Regions from separate parts of the Sus scrofa genome. Here region 2 is linked to region 1. A link is a contact called in public HiChIP or PLAC-seq data. All regions are on one chromosome and are shown on one strand. Each heading gives the region's core, a stretch centred on a gene start, on an enhancer-like site or on the middle of the called end of the contact. The rest is flanking DNA. Distances are from core to core; before and after follow the strand shown. Region 1 has its middle 56 kb from the start of CDK1. Region 2 has its middle 27 kb from the start of ARID5B.

The links. HiChIP or PLAC-seq counts read pairs in DNA pulled down with a chosen protein or histone mark.
Region 2: a contact with region 1 is called in an H3K27ac HiChIP or PLAC-seq map of alveolar macrophages. The contact joins two enhancer-like sites. A contact is called at or near these places in 2 of 47 Hi-C or Micro-C datasets (omental adipose tissue and subcutaneous adipose tissue) and 1 of 2 datasets of contacts at active chromatin or transcription factors (alveolar macrophages).

Annotation. Positions count from the first base shown.
Region 1 is chr14:64,286,184-64,292,947 of Sscrofa11.1, forward strand. No RefSeq gene overlaps it. Among named protein-coding and RNA genes, the nearest start is that of CDK1, 56 kb to the left of the region's middle. Within about 2 kb of position 3,523, at least 9 of the 83 cell types and tissues checked have an H3K27ac peak or open chromatin away from gene starts, as enhancers often do. A contact at or near this core is called in alveolar macrophages, where this site is marked.
Region 2 is chr14:65,378,510-65,385,273 of Sscrofa11.1, forward strand. No RefSeq gene overlaps it. Among named protein-coding and RNA genes, the nearest start is that of ARID5B, 27 kb to the right of the region's middle. Within about 2 kb of position 3,487, at least 1 of the 83 cell types and tissues checked has an H3K27ac peak or open chromatin away from gene starts, as enhancers often do. A contact at or near this core is called in alveolar macrophages, where this site is marked.

The DNA of each region.
Region 1 (6,764 bases), core at 2,273-4,772:
CTCAGTGGGTTACAAATCCAGCGTTGTCACTGCAGCTGCTTGGGTTTGATCCCTGGCCGGGGAATTTCCACATGCCGCGGGTATGGCCAAGAAAGAAAAAAGCATATTCAAATCCTAAGCTTGAGCTCCCCAATGAACCTGCACAGCCTTCTGACTCAGGCAGCACCCCACAAGTATAATCCTAATTCTCTGTGCAGGCTTGTTTATGGTCCATTGGAGTGTAGTTGCTTTGAGAACTGAGGCCTCATCTGCTTTGCTTGCATCACTGAGAATGGTCTACTTAGCCTCTGTGCTCTCTGTTCCCCAGGAGGCTAAAAAGGACAAGACTTAGCAACTGACCTTCAGTAGTTAAGCCGCCCCAATACTGGAAAAGCAGGAACTGGGTGTAGGAGCCATTCCCCAGCTCCCCCTGCCCCTCCTGCCGTCTGCCTCCCAGTTACTTCTGTGGGCCCAGGGCCTTCTCTATGCTAAGCTGGGCACTTCACAAATGTCATCTAACAACACTCCACAATGGTGGTTATTGTCAGTATCTCTATTTTACGAATGAGGAAACCAAGGCCACTTGCTCAAGGCCAGGCGGGTAATAATAACGGACTTAGCTGGGATTTGCCCCCTGCTCTGATTTCATGTCAGAGTCTGGCCTTCCTCTTCCATCCACAGGTAATCTGGGCTCAGGTTCTAGAATGGCAGCAGCTGGAGAAAGAAAATCAGTGTCTTTGGGGATGAAAGTGAAGTGAAGATCAAGTGGTATCAGGGGCCTGTAACACATCCTGAACACGAGCCATCCTACACCAGACACTTTAGGGTGTACCTCACCCGCCTGTGGATATGATGTTTATGGAGAAAGAAATCTTGGGCTTGGAGAGATCAAAAAGTTTGTAATGTTGTGCAAGGCCTTGGAGCTATTCCAATGTTGGGTGGCTTAACTACTGAAGGTCAGTTGCTAAGTCTTGTCCTTTTTAGCCTCCTGGGGAACAGAGCATAGAGGCTAAGCAGACCATTCCCAATGATGCAAGCAAGGCAGATAAGGCCTCAGTTCTCAAATGGCAGAGTCAGAGTTCAAATTCTCATAATTCTGAAATTCATACCCCTTTTTTTAAAAAAAGAATTTTTTGGATAGGCATTAAATCCATGTGGTCATAAAGTCAAAAGGACATTCAGAGATAGGCAGTTAAAATGTTTGCTCCTGTTTCCAGCACTACGCCCCCTCCTCCTATAAATATCTTTTTTGTTTTTTGTCTCTTTTAGGACTGCACCTGTGGCATACGGAGGTTCCCAGGCCTGGGGTCTAATTGGAGCTTTAGCTGCTGGCCTGCGCCAGAGCCACAGCAAAGCCAGATCCGAGCCGCTTCTGCGACCTACACCACATCTCACGGCAACACCAGATGAGTGAGGCCAGGGATCAAACCTGCAACCTCATGGTTCCTAGTCAGATTCATTTCTGCTGCGCCACGACGGGAACTCCTATAAGTATCTTTCTGATGCTGCTCTGTGCAAAGAAAATCAAATACAAATAGGAGTTGGTATTTTCTCCCATTTCTTACACAAGAGTTGCATTTTATATGCTTCAAAACTTTGCTCTTTTCATTTAATGGAATGTAAAAGTAACTGACACTTATGTGGTTTTTCTCTGCTGTGTGCCAGACCCAGTTCTTAGAATTTGATGTGTATTAACTCATTTAATACTCCCAACAACACTTTAAGTAGCAGTGTTATCGCCACTTTATAGAGATACACTATTAGTGTATTATTTCCACTTTATTGAGATACAGAGAGGTTAAATGACTTGCCCAAGATCACACAGCTGGGAAGAGGTGGAGCCTTGCTTCTGACTTAAGTAGTCTGACTCCAGAATCTGTGCTCTTAACCTCTCCAAGCTGCCTTTTTTGTACTTTTTTTTTTTTTTTTTTTTTTTTTGCTATTTCTTGGGCCGCTCCCGTGGCATATGGAGGTTCCCAGGCCAGGGGTCGAATCGGAGCTGTAGCCACTAGCCTACACCAGAGCCACAGCAATGCGGGATCCGAGCCACGTCTGCAACCTACACCACAGCTCATGGCAACGCCGGATCGTTAACCCACTGAGCAAGGGCAGGGACCGAACCCGCAACCTCATGGTTCCTAGTCGGATTCGTTAACCACTGCGCCACGACGGGAACTCCCTTTTTTGTACTTTTTAGAGAATATACATCATGAATATATACTATAATCACATATTAATAAAAAATCTTTTCACTTTATATAATATGAATTATTTATCTTCTGTATATAGTGTTTTTGGGGGGTGGATTTCTGCCAAAAATAGTTATTAAGATTTTTTTTAATTTAAAAAATTTAAAAAATTTTATTGAAATATAGTTGATATGCAATGTTGTGTTAATGTCTGCTATACAACAAAGTGATTCAGTTGTACATATACACACATCCATTCATATAGTGTTAAGTATCTATTGTAACAGTGCATAGAGGGCTTTCTCACTTTTTAAAACATTTATATAGTATTCTATTATGTTGATTTGCTGTAATTATTTAACCAGTCTTTTACTGATGGATATTTTGCTTTTAAGTCTTTCGCTATAGTAATAATAATTATAGGAGTTCCCATTGTGGTGCAGCAGAAACAAATCAGACTAGTATCCATGAGGATGTGGGTTCTATCCCTGGCCTCACTCAGCAGGTTAAGGATCTGGCATGCTGTGAGCTATATACCATTATACTATATAATTAACATAATTATAATAAATAATATAATAATTATAAACACTACAATAAGTATCAAGTGCACATTTATTTCCTATGTGTGTGGATCTGTCTGTGGGATACACTCCCAGAAGTGTGATGACTGCATTGAAGGCTATATGCATTTGCAATTTTGATAGCGAGTGCCAAGTTCCCTTCCCAGGGACTTGTACCCTTTACCATTCCCACCAGCTCTGTATCAGAGTACATGCTCATGTCACCTATTTCACCATGGCGACCCTTAGGGTGTGCTGTCCTAAGACCCACACCCCTAACCACTGCACCATACTGCCTTCAAGGGACCAATTAGTTTAAAGCTGTTTGAGTCCAAGAAAAACTAATTTACATAAGAAAAGTTCAGAGGAGATCCCGTTGTGGCTCAGAGGTAATGCACACGACTAGTCTCCATGACTAGGTACAGGTTCGATTTCTGGCCTCTCTCAGTGGGTTAAGGATCCAGCGTTAGGTCGCAGACACAGCTCAGATCTGGCTTGGCTGGGGTTGTGGTGTAGGTGGGCTGCAGCTCTGATTCAACCCCTAGCCTTGGAACTTCCATATGCCACAGGTGTGGCCTTAAAAGACAAACAAAAAATAATAACAAAAGAAAGGTCAGAGACTTGACCTGACTCAAATGTCTGTACTACAAACCAGAAGCAAAATGGAAGTTACTTGATAATTACACTCAAGGGATTATTTATGCCAATAACTGTGTTCCCGTTCTGGAGAGCTGAAGTTTCCAAACTGTTCACTTCCTCTGTAGAAAGAGGAAGGTGGGTTGAATTCCAGGAAACGCCATTGGATTCAGAACACAGACAGGAAGTGTGCTATCCTCTAGGTGATAAGGGGTAGAACTGCTGGTCTGGGCTTCCAAGGGCCCTCTGAGCTTACATGAGATAAAACCATCTTTTCTGCTTCTAATTCTGGAGGCAGGGTTGAGTATAAATGTCTGGGAGCTGCACAAATAGGAACAGGCAGGACTTACCTTCTCCCGTGGACTGCAGACACCACAGGACCGAAAGATGAGGGTACAGAGGCTTCCAAGTAAATGCTCTGAGCTGGTGATGCAATCTTGGGTAATTTTTTTTTTCTTTTTTGTTTTGGCCACGCTGTGGCATATGGAAGTTCCCAGGTGAGGGACTGAATTTGAGCAGGAGCTGTGACCTATGCCACAGCTGTGGCAATGCTGGATCTTTAACCCACTGCGCCGGTCAGGGTGTCAGAACCCACATCCCTGCAGCTGCAGAGACACTATAGATCCTGTTACGCCACAGTGGAAACTCTGATTTTGTTTTTTTCTTAATTCTTTTGGTGGTAGTATTTTTCAGATTTTTAAAAATATTTTCCAGATATTTAATAGGGAGCCTTTATTACTTTTATAATCAGGAAAAATAAGTCATTGAAATTAAAATAGTTTTTTCTTTTTTTCCCCTCTAAAACAATTCTTTGAAAACAAGCCAGCAGCCTTCCCCATGGTGAGATTTGAGGACCCGAGGAAGTTCCTGGCTACCTCAAGGCCTTCCATCAGATGTGTAGCTCCTGGAAATATTGCAGATGCAAATCCTCTCTAGGATGAGCATACCTTCCCTTTTATCTATTCCTTCCAAACTCTGGCTCCAGCAATTAACACCTTCCTGGAGTACACAGGTCTGGTAGGGAACCCAAGTGGAGAAGCCAGAGGCACTGTAGGCCTGAAGGGGGAGGGAGCCCAAGGAGGCAGGATGGAGGTGCATCAAGGTGATCACATGAACAGGACTGAAAAGCAAGTGATGTGACACCAAGGCATCCTTCCCTGACTTCTGCAAGATTGTCTGCAGCTGGCCCTACACATCACATTGAGGACAGAGAAACCCTCCCTCCCCCGTCCCCCCATGTGCAAGTTCCCAGGCCAGGGACTGAACCTGCACCACAGCAGTGACCTGAGCCACAGCAGTGACAACACCAGATCCTTAACTGCTAGGCCACCAGGGACCTCCTAGAAGAGAAAAATCTTGACTGAGAATGGATTAGTGAACCTCCACACCTGGTAAGAATAGAAATCAATCAGACCTGTACAGAATTTTGGTAAATACAGATGAAGATCCTAACAATGTAATTCTGTTTGGGGGAATTTATTCTGAGGACATAATTTGAAATATGAAAACTGTTGTTTACTGAAAGATAATTGTGGCATTATTAATAAATCTGAAAAATCAGATACAAATTAAATGTCCAATGATAGGGAGCTAGATATATAAATTAGGGTACATACAATGCAATATTAAGCAGCCATTAAAAAATTTGTTATAATTTTAAATGGGAAGCAATGTGCAAAAGTGATATACCTTATTGATGAAAATTATGAAAAAATATGCATAGAAAGTAGACTATATGAAAAGATACTAAAATGTTATATGTTAGTCTCTGGTTGGGATTATGAAAAATTCAATATTTTTTCTTCTAATTTTCTATGAGTATGAACATTTTAAAATTAAAAAGATATACTTATCTAAAAACATTATTACATTATTAGTAGATTAAAGATTTAGCATACTGTAATACATTTACATGTATTTACATGTATTACAGTATGTACATGATTAATTGTACTTTAGCATATGTATGTGATTAACATAACTGTGTATATATTTCATTTTAATTTTATATTACATATATTATACATATACATATATACACATGTGTTTTATATTACATATATTATACACACATAATTTGGGTAATTTTCTTTTTTATGTTAAAAAGTATTTTTTTAATTTAAAAAATTAAAGTATAGTTGATTGCAATGTTGTGCCAATTTCTGCTGTGCAGCAAAGTGACCGAGTCATATATATGTATGTATATATGTATACACACACATATATATATACACACACACATTCTTTTTCTCATATTGTCTTCTATCATGGTCTATCCAAAAAGATTAGATATAGTTGCCTGTGCTATATAGTAGGAATTTGGCTAATTTTCCGCACTACCAGTGAACTAGTGAAAGATTGACTCAGAGCTCAGTATATTGTCACTGAAGTCAGTACCAAGTGCCAATAAAATGCTTCAAGGGGTCTTACTGGAAGTATTTAAGTAATTGAAAGTTCATTTTAATCAGTATAATTTGCATATAAGCAATAATAGAGTCAATAAAACCCTTACTTTTTTTTCTTTCCTTCTAAGTAGGTTAAACAAACTCCTCCAAGTTCTGTTTATGCTGTTAGTTTGCTTGGCAAAATATACCCTCATAGAAAATTCATAGGTCAGTTTCAGGCTGGACCATTCCAGCTTACATTGGCTAATCAAAATTAGTGAGGTTTTACTGTAAATATGCGTATATTTTGTCTAAAGCTTACTAAACTTGAATCTTTTCTTGGAATAGTAACAGGGAAATCCAGCTCTGTAATCTGCACACCTCACTGACATTCTGTTAATAGTGTTTGGTACCATCTGCTAGTGGTTTTGTGAGTAAGTGGAATCTTACCTCCCTTTGTTTTCCTGGAAGGCCAGGATTTGAACTTCGTTGGAATGGTTTCAACCCAGAGCCCAAAGCAAGGCTGTGCCCTGGAGATTTATTAGCAGGTAAAATGAAGAAATATGCTCTAGAACACAGCTCACTTATAATGTCAGAGATAACAATTCAAGGTTATGGACTGTGTCCATGTTACTTATCAGGTACTGTCCAGGTACCATAAGGACACAAGATGAATAGGATACAGTCCTTGCTCAGGGGTGCTTGCTGCTTACAAACTGTATTATGCTACCTTAAGCAGGTAGCATTAATTAGTAAAGCATGGTAAATGTGAGACAGTAGGTAGGAATAAAGACTTCGGCAAGTTGAGGAGGGCTGTCCAGATTCAAAGGCTTTGGTCAAATCTTATAATAAGGCCCTCTGAGTTTCTGTAAGCTAGGTTAGCAAAGTGGATTTTTGCATAAAATATCCAGATTTTTAAAATGTCATCAATTTATTTAAAGTTTTTGAAAAACATTGTGACTTCGAATCAAACAAAAAAATTCCACTGAATCATAGTGGGCCACATATATGCA
Region 2 (6,764 bases), core at 2,237-4,736, 1.1 Mb after region 1:
TACACTAGATTGCAAGCTCTATTACAACAGAAACTTTTGTTTTGTTCATGAATGCACCCTGATTCCCTAGCACAAATGCCTCACTCATAGCAATAAAGATTTTTAAATTAATAAGTCATATTAGAGTCCTTCTCATTTGTGCATAAAACATGTTATCAAAAATCTTTAAGGACAGAGTTCTATTTTCAAATAAAACTTAATAAAGAACTAAAAGAGAAAGGAGATGGTTGGTCAAATCAATTGCCCCTCAATTATATACCTCAATAGTTTTTTTAGCTTTTATTTTTATTTATTTATTTTTGCTTTTTATGGCCGTACCCATAGCATATGGAAGTTCCCAGGCTAGGGGTCAGATCGGGCTATAGCTGCCAGCCTATGCCACAGCCACAGCAACGCAGATGCTTAACCCACTAAGCAAAGCCAGGGATCGAACCTACAACCCCATGGTTCCTAGTCAGATTCATTTCCACTGCACCACAATGGAAACTCCAGTAGTTTTTTTTTTTAACTTTTAAATTTTTAAAAAAGCCCAGTAATCATCACTGCAAAATAAGCATACAACTTGTATTATTATGAGATAACATTTTAATTCAACTTTGTCAGTTTTGCTTTTTCATTTTTGTCTTTTGCTAGTGTAGATGATAAATGCTTTCATTTTCCATTAAATCTGCAATTTGGAGGCTTAAATATGCCCTTTTGATTTTGCTTGTCAACCTGCTAGGTCATTTTTCAAGCTCTTCTCTTTCTTGTCAAACACAGCCAATAACTCCAAAGCATAGCAATATTATTCTGTTTTCCAAACTCTCATGCTTTCAAAGTATTCACAGATAACATTTTTTGCCCCTGTATATTATGCTGTTTTACCTTTGAATAACATGGATTCCCATCTTTCTATCCTCCAATAATAATTAATTGCTCATTACCCAGCCCCAAATAGCACATAGTTTGGCTAGGCTTCAATAAGAAATGACCATAATAATCTCATGACTTATGAAGATAAAGGTTTATTTCTCACTCATATTATGTGTCAACTGCAGGACAGCTGAAGCTCTTCTCCATGAGTCTTCTTTATTCCAGGACCCACTCTCAGGGATCAGCCCCTATTAGGGACATTTCATTCTAAAGGCAGAAGGAAAAAAAGCAATGGTTCTCAAATCTTCTGCTCAGAGGTACCATGTTACACTGCTACTCACATTGCATTGGTCAAAGCAATTCACATGGCAAAGCTTACAACCAAGAAAATTGGAATATTTTCCCGCCACAGAAAGGGAGGTCCTGTAGAGGAAGAGCTTCTATAGAGATGGGAGCTGTAAGAAGAGCAGTCAATATTTTGAAGGGGAAAACATGAAATTAAAAAAAGAAAAAGTAATGACGCTGTCCTCCACAGTTACAACTTGAATATTGAGAATGAAAGACCAGAGTCTCCTGTTTATAGTTTGGGAGTAGAGCCGATGGTGATGTCATCATCCAGGTCAGACGTACAGACAGAGGAACAAGTGACGAAGACCAATATCATGGATTCCACTTTGAATATGTTGAGTTATCGATGGCTGTGAACTCTCTGAGTAGAACCTGGCTTTACTAACTTGAATTTGAGAGACAGTAACTGTGCCAAGATACAGTTCTGAGAGTCATCTCCATGCAGCCTGTGGTGGAGCCCTGTAAGTGGATAAGCCCTCCCATGAGGTGTGAGGAAGGGAATGAAGACTTAGCTAAATACTTTCTTAGAACTCCATATCTAGTGTTCAGCAATGGAATGGGAGCCAATGAGAGATGGAGGAGGAGAAGAAGAAAAAGACACACAAGGAGTTCCCATCATGGCTCAGTGGAATCAAATCTGACTAGTATTGATCCCTGGCCTCACTCAGTGTGTTAAGGATCCCACATTGCTGTGAGCTCCGGTGTAGGTCGCAGACGTGGCTAGGATCCCATTTTGCTGAGGCTGTGGTACAGGCTGGCAGCTACAGCTCCGATTTGACCCCTAGCCTGGGAACCTCCCTATGCTGCGAGTGAGGCCCTAAAATAAATAAATAAATAAATAAGTAAGTAAGTAAGTAATATTAAAAAGACACACGAACGGGTCACTTCGAGGAAAGCACAAGAAGTGCTTGTCCACAATATCAAAATATGCATAACTAATATCTAAGTACCAACCATCACTATAAGCCCTTCACACATATCGTTCTCAGTTAACACAATAGCCCTAGCAAGTAAGTTCTATCTTATAGCGGAAGAAGCTGAGATAGAAGCTAGGTAACCTACCCACAGTCACACATAAGTAAAGGTGGAATAATGTGGAACCAAATTGTACAGCTCCAGAGATGACTATATTTCAAACGGTTTGGAGGGAAGAAAAAAAAGTGGCAGCCTGACTGTGAGGGCCTGAAGAGTGACTGGGAGGTGAAGAAATGGAGTAATGTGGGAATCCAGAGGGGAAAACAATTACTGCTGGATGAGCTGACCAGGAAAATCTTCATCATCTTCAGACTAAAGGTGAACAGAATATGGACATTCTTTCCTCCACCTAGTCACCCTGCATGTCAAAGCTGTAGTTTAGAAGCATGATCTTCTGAGAACTGCAGCTAAAGGGCAGACCTGTGGGAATTTTGTCAACCTGAGGGGGTCATCACTTCCTAGTAATGACCATCCTGCCTTTGGATCCAGTGACAGGGATTGCCTGCTGGTCACCAGTGTTCCCTCTTTGTCAGCACAACCACATTTCCCAGCCTCCTTTGCATCAGATGTGACCACGTGGCTGCATCCTAACAATAATAGTGCAAAGTAATGAGGGGTTCCAGGCCTGGCCTGGAAAGAACTCCCCATGCAATCCCCCTCTCTCTTTGCCAGCCTAGCATGACCTGTGCTGAGAAACCGTACATTGAGGACGCCAGAGCCTCCATGCACCTACACACCTGAATGATGGCCTGAAGTGTCCACCTGCTATTACTAAGGTGTGACACCTGCGTGGGACTGTCCCATGAATGAGGACATTTTATGATGTTAAACCTATGATACTTTAGAATGTGTTACAGCAGCTGTAACAACCTTAACCAACACAGCTCTCTTTCTGTTAGAGCCACCTCATATTTCCATTACTTGAATACCTTTGCATCTTCCTGGGTATTTTTTCTACATCTCAGATCTTTATAACAACATAAATTGTGTAATCTCCAGAGAACAGTTAAGAAGATAAAATTCAAGTCTCTTTGGGGGAAGAGGTTGTGTTTCTACAAAGGTGTTTAAACTCCTTTGGGTCCCTTTTCCTTTATAGACAAAGAAGAGCATGGGGTGTTCCTGCTGTGATGCAGTGAGTTAAGGATCCACGGTTGTCTCTGTGGCAGTGCAGGTTGAATCCCTGGCCTGGGAACTTCCATTTGTCATGAGCGTGGCCATGAAAAAAGAAGAAAAAACACGGAATAGACATGACCTAAGCCTCTGTGTAGCAGCAAAATCTGCTTCTGTGATGTAATGACAAAGTGTGTCACATGCATGGATGTGATGGAAAGGTCACCAGATTCAGAGTCAGACAATCTTATTCCATCTGCATGACCTCAGGCACATCACCTCATCTCTCAATTTCCTCATTTGTAAAAAATAAGAAGAGCGATACCTACTTCGCAGCTGATGTCATTTATTTGAATAAATAATGTCAGCTGACATTGCTGAAGCCCCAAATAGGTTGCAATGCCACATGAAATGAGCATGTATATCTGGAGGTGCTTTGAAAGCCATAAAGCACTCACCAATGGCTGATGATTCTGTCTCTGTATCTCTCCAGCTGGCTACCTTCCTGCTGTGTGTCTGCATTCAAAACCAGTAAGAAATATGAATATGCAGTATCATTATAATCAAAGGATCCCCGTCTACCTTGGAACCTGCAAAAAAAACGGGGGGGTTATAAAATTGCCCCCTATCCCACTGGCTATTCTGCTATTCCCTCACCTAGGAACGTGGGTTTCTTTCTCCGCCCTGCCCCTGTGCACCAGCATCACCAACACTAGGGCTGTTCCTCTTCTATAGACTCTGCCATTCTCCAAGTACATCAAATAAGGAAGAAACAAGATTACAGCCAGTGGTGAGTGGAGAGCAGAGCCCATCAGACCCCAGTGCTGTGCCATGTTACCTTCAAGGTCAGTGCTTCCCCCGCAACAAGCAGCTCCATCAGTGTGAGGTTGACCCATCTCACCCTGTTCTTCTCACTCATGATCACTGTAAATCTAGAATCAAAGAGCTCTTCTCTCTCATGACCACCTGCCAGCAGTGCCATGGTCATTGTCAAAGAAGGCTGCATCCCAGCGCAGCTTGGAGATCCCCAGCTGTCGGGACAGGACAGGAGATGGAGACTGGAAGGCTGCTCCCTGCTTCATTTATTTTTTTTTTCTCTTACAGAAAACATTTCCGTTTCTGAAAGAGTTCTGCCACTATAGCTAGACAAATGTTCGCAAACCACTGAACAAAGTGTCATGAGGCAAGTGATTTACTCTCCAGTCCTCAATTTCCTCAACTGTAAAATATGGGAAATAATAGGTGTTTCCACCATGCAGGATTGTGTGAGCATAAATGAAATCATGGCCACAGATGCGGGAGGTAGTACCATTATTTTCTTTATCACTGTCTTCCTGAAGACCAACCCCAAAACCTGAGCCTCAAAACTATGTCATCAGCAGGACATATTCTAGGTCAACCATACTGGATGTAAGACACATGATTTCAGATTTAAAATATTGGAATCCCTGTTGTGGCTTAGCAGGTTAAGGACCTGATGTTGTCTTTGTGAGGATGCGTGTCTGATCCCTGGCATCACTCAGTGGGTTAAGCTTCTGGCGTTGCCTCAAGCCGCTGTGTAGGTCGCAGATGTGGCTCAGATCTGGCATTGCTGTGGCAGAGGCCTGCAGCTGAGGCTCCAATTCGACCCCTAGCCTGGGAACTTCCATATGCCACAGGTACAGCCTTAAAAAGAAAAAAGAAATTGCAAGCTCTCTGAAATCAAGACTTTGGATAGCAGTCAAGCCTGAGGAACCCAGACACTGAAAATTCGAAATATATCGTCCCTTGGAGGGAACTAAATATACCTTTGCACCAATGATGAAATCAAGACTCAATGCGTAAACAAGGCTTCAAGAGGAGTATAGATCCTATTCTCAAATTAGTCGTCAAAGCATTTTGCTCAGAACTTTTAAAATCATTTTCAAAGTAACCTCTTCCTATAAATAAGGAATATAGCAATTCTGAAATATTCTTTCCTCTTTTTTTTTTTTTATGCCAAGTCTCATAAGTGCCTATTCACAAAGTTTTGTTAACTGAGCTTCCTTAAGTAAAAATGTATTGGTGAGAAATCCCCGTCGTGGCACAGCGGAAAGGAATCCAACTAGCATCCATGAGGATGTGGGTTGGATCCCTGGCCTCACTCAGTGGGTCAGGGATCCAGTGTTGCCACTGGTTGTGGTGTAGATCACAGATGCAGCTTGGATCCCACATTCCTGTGGCTATGGTGTCCGCCGGCAACTGCAGCTCTGGTGTTGGAGCCCTAGTCTGGGAACTTCCATATGCCGCAGGTGCAGCCCTAAAAAGCCAAAAAAAAAAAAGTACTGATAAAAATATTCCCTTAGAATTATAAACTCTATTATACCAAGAATGAAAATTAGCTCTTTAAATACTCAATGATGGTGGGCCACTGGTTTAAGTGTTTTCACACACATCATCTCGTTTAACCTTTATGCCAACATAACCCCATGTTGGATTGTAGAGATTATTTTCTGTTTACCAGCAGGAAAACCAGGCTCAGAGAGTTTAAGTAACTTGTCCAGTGTCCTGAAGCTAAAAAGTGCCAGGGCAGGGATACAAACCAAGGATAACCTGATTCTAAAGCCCTTTGTCCTAACCATTTTTCTATTTTATCTCTTAATTAAGATTAGCTTCGGAGTTCCCACTGTGGAGCACTGAGGTAATGATCTGGTCTCTTGTGGTGTTGCCATTCTGGGTGCAGTGGCTTAAAAGATCCAACATTTCCACAGCTGTGGCATAAGTTGAAGTTTCAACTCAGATTTAATCCCTGCTCTGGAACTTCCATATGTTGTGGGTGCAGCTGAAAAAGGAGTGTGGGGGTGGGGGGTGGAAATTAGCTTTAATCCAGTTAGGACAATTTTTTTTCAGTGATAGACAGACAGTTCATCTTTGCTGATGACAAGAGATGTGAAAGTTTACTAACTGAATATGGAATCTAAAAGTAAGTAATCTAAACCTGTGCTCTTACAAAAAGCAGGGTTTTTAAAATCACTTATTTAATTTTTATTTTTATTGGAGTATAGTTGATTTACAATATTGTGTTAGTTTCAGGTGTACAGCAAAGCGATTCAGTTATATGTATACGTATATCTATTTTTTTCGGATTCCTTTCCCATATAGGTTATCAGAGAATATTGAGTAGATTTCCCTGTGCTATACAGTAGGTCTTTGTGGATTTTATGTTTTATATATAGTAGTGTTTATGTTAATCCCAAACTCCTAATTTATCCTTCCCACCATCTTTCCCCTTTAATAACCATAAGTCTCTTTTTGAAGTCCGTGAGCCTATTTTGTTAATAAGCTCATTTGTATCAATTTTTTTAGATTCTGCATATAAGTGATATATGATATTTGTCTTTGTCTGACTTACCTCACTTAGTGTGATAATCTCTAGGTCCATTCATGTTGCTGCCAATGGCATTATTTCATTCTTTTTTATGGCTGAGTAATATTCTGTTTCAGTAGGGACTTTGTTACAA